Linked DNA regions of Oryzias latipes: region 2 is linked to region 1. A link is a contact called in public Hi-C data. All regions are on one chromosome and are shown on one strand. Each heading gives the region's core, a stretch centred on a gene start, on an enhancer-like site or on the middle of the called end of the contact. The rest is flanking DNA. Distances are from core to core; before and after follow the strand shown.

Evidence for each region. Hi-C and Micro-C count contacts between places; a contact is called where the count stands out from the background.
Region 2: a Hi-C map of gastrula embryo shows a contact between it and region 1, with 2.7 times the contacts expected there. The contact joins the promoter of LOC101160967 here to the promoter of nol9 in region 1. A contact is called at or near these places in 3 of 5 Hi-C or Micro-C datasets (embryo, fibroblasts and gastrula embryo).

Annotation. Positions count from the first base shown.
Region 1 is chr7:24,226,624-24,229,625 of ASM223467v1, forward strand. It overlaps nol9 (polynucleotide 5'-hydroxyl-kinase NOL9), which reads left to right and starts at 1,730. Exons shown (of 13, transcript XM_004086291.3): 1 at 1,730-1,929; 2 at 2,209-2,682; 3 at 2,759-2,969. The coding sequence starts at 2,215. LOC101161711 (telomere zinc finger-associated protein) reads right to left here and starts at 1,177. Exons shown (of 11, transcript XM_004086297.4): 1 at 920-1,177; 2 at 1-46. The coding sequence starts at 33.
Region 2 is chr7:24,410,154-24,413,492 of ASM223467v1, forward strand. LOC101160967 (iroquois-class homeodomain protein IRX-1-like) reads left to right here and starts at 1,608. Exons shown (of 2, transcript XM_023956887.1): 1 at 1,608-3,339.

The sequences.
Region 1 (3,002 bases), core at 480-2,979:
GCGCCTCGCATGATGGCTCTCCGCAGCACGCATTTTTCCAGTTTCACTGCAACCACATAAACAGCAGTTCATGAATTTGTTAGTTTATGCTAAATAAACAGTACACTGAAAATCATTTATGCAATATATAAATATTATTTTTACTTAGTGTACCAGCATGTACTTCACAAAAAAGGCATCACAACCTTATTTTTTTAATACAAAAACTTTGTTCTGCACTTTGCTAAGTTATCCAGTTAAAGCTGCTACTTTTAAACCTACTGTGGAAGTTTGATGTTAATAACGAATAAGGCCATCTTATTTTCTAAAGATTTTCTTTTATAATGCCTCATTTTTTATCATTTTCCCACACACACAAAAAAAAGCTGAACGATAGATGTTTCCATTAATAACTCATTAACTTTGATGAAGAATTCAGGGTTTTTTCTTAAGTGACAGTAGAAATTTGTATTTTGACTTTTGCGCCTAAATATCTTTTCTATTATCATTTGAATTTTATGGTCTTTTAAGCGTAATTATTGAAGAAAAATGCTATAAATGTTATCAAATTACTATATATTTAAGGGAAAAAAAGTTCTTTAGTCCTAATAAAAACAGTAAATGTGTTTTTAAATAAAGTTAAATTTGAATACAAAATGGTATTTTTGCATTTCATAATTCTGAATTTTTTAGGACAGCTTTCTCTACAATAAGTAGTCCCTCTTAAAATAAACAATTTCTAAAATTATATGTTGAAGCTGCAAAGATATTTTTGAAGAAAATATTTTCATTTTTATCTTCCAATTGGGAAAAATCAATGTATTGAAATAACTAAATTTTTAAAGAGAGTCTTGCCAACAGAATAAATGTATATTTTTAACATTGGATGATTAGGTCCTGACATTTTTGTGAGCGATTCCCCAGCTCCCCAAGTACGCACCTCCACGTTTATTTTCGTTCGAGGATCTTTAAAGACGCTCCCTAAGCCAGCCGCGCCGGGAAATCTGCGCCTCATCAGAAGGTCTGCAGGACATCTATTTAACTAGAACCTGGAGACAAACCGCGTCCAGTCAAGCTGCCAGGCGCATATAAATGTAAAACACAAAAATAACGCATCGTCCGTATTGTTTTCGTTTCGTGAAGGCCCCAAAAGCAGCAGAAGGAAGAGGATGTGACGCCGCTCACATTTAACTCCGGGAAAGGTTGCTGTTGTCCCACAATAAACTTTAGTTTTCCAAAATTCTGTTTGACTATCGAACTAAATAACTATTTATATTTTATATTTTTATATTGTTCGTTAAGTAACATCGTTTTTTTTAACTGATTTTTTATGAAAAACGGATGCGTCACATAAAAACAATATCACTCTTGGACAGTTGCTGCCGGCCATTTTTTTACCCCAAGATAACTGGGAAATTGGACCAGTCGCAAACACACTTTTTAACAACCCGTTTTAACTCTATCTCTGTTTATAATATATAGAGTTAAATTAAAGAAATTGACTGATAAATAAACTGATAAATATTTGTATTAATTAATGGAAGACACTAAGCAAAAATGGGAAATTAATAGTTGACACAGCACAGATACAAAAACGCATGGAAGAGTATTTTAATAATTTTTTTTAACTATTGTTTTTTTTTGTTCAAAATGTTTATGTAGTTGGTCAAAATGTAAACACAATTTTTTTAAGTTAAAGGGGAAAAAACAGTACATCGCGGATTTTCGTTGCCTAACAACGTGACAGCCAATCACATCCCGACCTTCGTTTGATTGATCCAACCCACGAAAAGCCCGTTGGTTCACACGCGTCTGCTAGCATGCTAGTAGCATTGCTTGCACAAATGAGCCTCTTCTTTGATATGAGGTAATCAGTTTTACTACCTACCTGGCTAATACAGCGGCAGTTGGAGCTCTTTACAGCTGCGCCTCGGGTTTTCTTTCTAAGAGGTAAGCATTTCCCATCATTCTGAAATAGGTAGGCTAGCAGCTAATGCTAACACGGGAAAAACCTGTATTGGTACGCTAGCCATTTAAATTAATTTGTTATTTCAAAAATAGTTTTGTCATAATACTGTTGTAAAATCGTGTTTCTTCTTAACAAACACAAAGCTATTGCTTTCCTTCTGAGTTTGTAGCCGAGTGTAGCTTTGGCTAACTATTCAGTTTCCTGTGTCGCCTCCTGCTTCAGTGAGTCTTCTCCTCCTTTTTGTCCCCATCTTTGATTAGGTGATCATGAAGGTGAACAAACAAGCGCAGGTCAAAGGGAAATCTCAGAAGTGGAAAGACGTGAGGAGCAAAAGATGCAGACCCTCCATCAAGTCCTCTGATCTGAACTCCAGCCCCGTCATGGTCAGGGTGGTAAAGGAGCATCAGGTCTCTGCCAAGAAAAAGCCGTCTGTGAAGAGGCTAAAAAATAAAGCAAAAACGGTCTCTGACCACAACAAGAGCAAGCCTTCGGAGTCTGGAGTTAGGAAAACGAACCCTCAGACTAACGGAAGCTCCATGTTCACTTTGGATGAGGAGGTAGAGGACCTGCAACAGTTGAAGGAGTATTCCCAGATAATTCACAGAAATGGATTGCAGACCACAGGGGAGACGTGGGATGTCAAGTTTGGTAGACTGGAAGGAGAGGCTCTCCATCACTGTGCACAGAGAGATGATCGACAGAACCATGCTGTGCTGGTCATGCAGCAAGATCAAGTAGGTTTAGCATGCTAACTAACCGAGTAAACTTATAAAGCTTTTGTGATTTACATTATGGTTTAATTTTTTTTAGACCTTATGTTTCAGAGGGAAGTGCTTTTTGACTTGTCTCTATGGCCGTGTGGAAGTGATGGGATTCACTATCGAAGAGGGCCAGAAGTCCTACCCTGTCTACTCCCCGGCGTCGCACTGTCCCCTCACCATCAGGGCTCTGGAAACCTCACACTTCCACCGAAATGACCGAACAGAGGCGTCGCAGATTCTACAAAAGTACCTTCCACCGGGTATGGAACTCAAAGAAAGTTTTAACAATCGAA
Region 2 (3,339 bases), core at 358-2,857, 180 kb after region 1:
AATTCGGTTATGGCTGTTTACCTGAATGATGTTTCGGGTTTTCCGTTCCTTTATGGGGGAAGAAAAAAAAAATGTTGCGGCAGGCATTTGAATATTTTTGTTTCCCCCCCCTGAATGAAGTGCAGCAAAGGTAAACGAACAAGCGGGAGGAAGGTGTGAAAGGTTGTGTGGATTCCTCTGAGCTTTGGCCTCCTTCACGCTGCTCTAATGACACGTTTAGGGCCTTTTGTCGGCTTGCAGGTAAAGGGGACGGCCTGTAATTGAGGTCACGCCTTTCAACATTGCCCCGACTCGCTCATCAAAGCACTTGCACTGAGTTTCTGCATTTAAATCCAACAGCGGGCCCATCTGGTTATCCACTAATCAGAGTGAAAATGCCAGGATTTGCAGATAAAGGAGGACCGTTTGGGAACAGCTTATCTGGGGATACGGATCCCTCCATCCTCTGTGGCATCTCCTGCTATCTGTTTGGTCGTCTTCCATTTGGTGACTTTTCTTCCCTCCCCCCCCGCCCCGTAAACGAGCGACATCCTCACGGCAAACAGCGGAAGGCCGTCAGAGAGACGACAACACCTGCACCGAGGCCGGGCTGCCAAAAGAGGAAGAGGATGAAGGAAATTCTCCGACAAAAGCAGCAGCAGCCCCTGAGCCGTTGGTGTGGAGAGACGAGGAGCGCTGATACCATAAGCTGCCTCCTCTTTGCACTCCGTTCGGCCCATTGTTGCTCTTGGACAAATTTGCTCTGGGCTACAAGGACCCCACCCACATGAATTCCTCCTTTCTCTTCACATTCACCAGGTTTTCTTTTCTGCTTATTTGCTTCTTTTTTTTTTTCCTCACTCCAACCCAACAGATCGTTTGAATTAATCCTGAATTTATTTGGGCTTTAAGACACACAAAAAATAAAAAAAACAGAATCAAATGTTTCTGTTCTTTTTTTTCTTTTTGTCAGGAGATCAAAGGTCAAAGTTCAGAAAAGGAGCTGTAAATATCACCTGATGAGGAGAAGACACTTCTTTTTATGTAAGACTTAAAATCAGAACACAACTTTTGACAAAACCTGTTAGGAAAAACTTACATTGCCATAAAGAAAACTTTAATTTCAACATCATCAATTCGAAATTGTGGCTTTCATATTTTTTCAAACTTAGTTTTTATTCACTGTATAAACATACAGAGGTTTGGATCACAAAATGCATAGAAAACAAAAAAAAAAGTTACATGATGTCTTTTTTATGTAAAATACTAACAAACAACCAAATAGATAAATTAATACTTGATGTGTGAATCATCCTTGAAAAATATCTGAGAAAATTAGAACTTTAAGATTTCAAGAATAAAACACAAACATTGACATTTTTTTTCCTTTTTGGGGGGTAAATATATGTCAGTTAACACTTGTGCTATCTTAGATGACCCCACCCTTGCATTGACGTGTTGTCCCTACCATGACAAAGGTGGAAAGATTGCTTGTAATCCATGGACACCAGTGAAGATCACAAATCATTGAAGAAAAAAGGTTCAGAGCACTGTTTAGTGGGTCTAGATGACCCAACTCCCAATGTTAAAGTGCCTAGGATAGCACAAGGGTTACACTGATATCTGGCTAAATTTGTAAAGAAAATAGAAACAGAAATGTAATTTTTCTTGCTTTAACAGATTTTTTTTCTTCTGTAAGACAAAAATATTCATTCAAAAATCCAAACGAAAATCCCTGATTTTTTAGGAGAATTATTTTCTTATACGTTAATTAAAAAACTGCACATACTGGATATGTATTGAAATATATTTAAAAGCTGGCAGCTGAAATCACATTAGAACATCATTTTTTGTTTTCTTTAACTGTTTTACTCTAAAATCTACAAAAAAAAAAAAAAAGAAATAGAAGAAAACCAGTAAACACCGAGGCTTTGGACATTCAGCTGTCAGAACTTGTTTCTGTGTCAAATTACATTAGTAATTTTTTTATTTTTTCCAAAGTTTAATCTTAGAACAAACAAACAAACAAAAACACATTTTAAGTCCAACACCCTTTTATAAAATAACTCATTTGAAGATTTTATTTAAAGTCTGTTGCTTGACCTGCACATCTTTTAGCAAAATGGAGCAAAAAGAGTAGAAAATAAAGTCAAAATACATAATAAAGCAACATTCTTGATGGCAATTAGCTAATTCTGACAGATTCTTCAGGTATTTCTGCATTTACGGCAACAATACTGAACATAAAACGGCATCTGCGCAGATCCATAACTTATTTTTTTTTGGAAACTTTAAAAACTAATAAAACAAAAAATAATAATTCATGAAAGATTTACAAAGTACAAAACCATTTAAGCAAATGTCAAACTAGTTTATCCTACATGTGTGAAAGACGTTAATAACCTCGTAATTTGATGAGTCACCACACCATGACTCTGCTGCTTTTTAACTGGTTTTCTGCAGCTGTTCATAAAAAGCTGCTCCTGCGTCCAGACCTGAACCAGGCCTCCTCTGAAGGACAGGACGGGGGGGACGCGCGCGCAAGAATAATCCTCTCTTATCTGTGACCCACTGGCGCGCGCATCTGTTATCGCGCAATTATCATATACATTAGTCAACACTTGCTTCACTTCACCTCGTTTAATTAGAGCCATTTGATTACTCTGAATTGCGCGCTTTGTTGCGGCCTTGGTTTGGGATGCGTTAACGGAGCAGAAATCCCTGCAGGAAATCCGGAATCAGCAAAACTTTTCGGGAGGTTTTTACGCGTGCGTGAAACTCGCTTTCACGCATAATTTCGTGACTGTGATGCGTTTCATCATTGCGTTCTATCATTTTGGCAGAAAATGCATGAGATGCATGAATGTCAGTCATGGCAATGGGAGTCTACGTGGGAGGGATCTGATGTTTGGCTGCTTTTCCGCAGATTTCTCTGCAGGTTTTGACGCAAAAAGTGTCAGAAAATTGAGATCAAACGAACAGGAAACCCAATTATACATGTTTCAAAACGTGCGAAAAACCAACCAAACCAATGCGCAGTCCCCTAACTTCATTTGGGTGTTTGTATATTCCACTCACAGAAGTCTGTGATGATCTCAGAACATTTGCGAACTTTTACGCATTTGCTAAAAGTTTACAAAGATCCAAGATGGTTCGCAGGTTTCGGTTGCGCCTCCAAAGGTTTTGCTTTCAGTCCAGAGTTGGAGGAGAAACTCTCATTTCCAAGAGAAGCGCACTAAAAGGAACAGCGAGGAGCGTCTTTGATGGGATTTGCTGCCTGTGAAAGCCGCAGGTCTTTTGAACGCAGCTGACAGTCAATGGTGTTAACCCCCCCACCCCCACCCCCACCCCACCCGATGA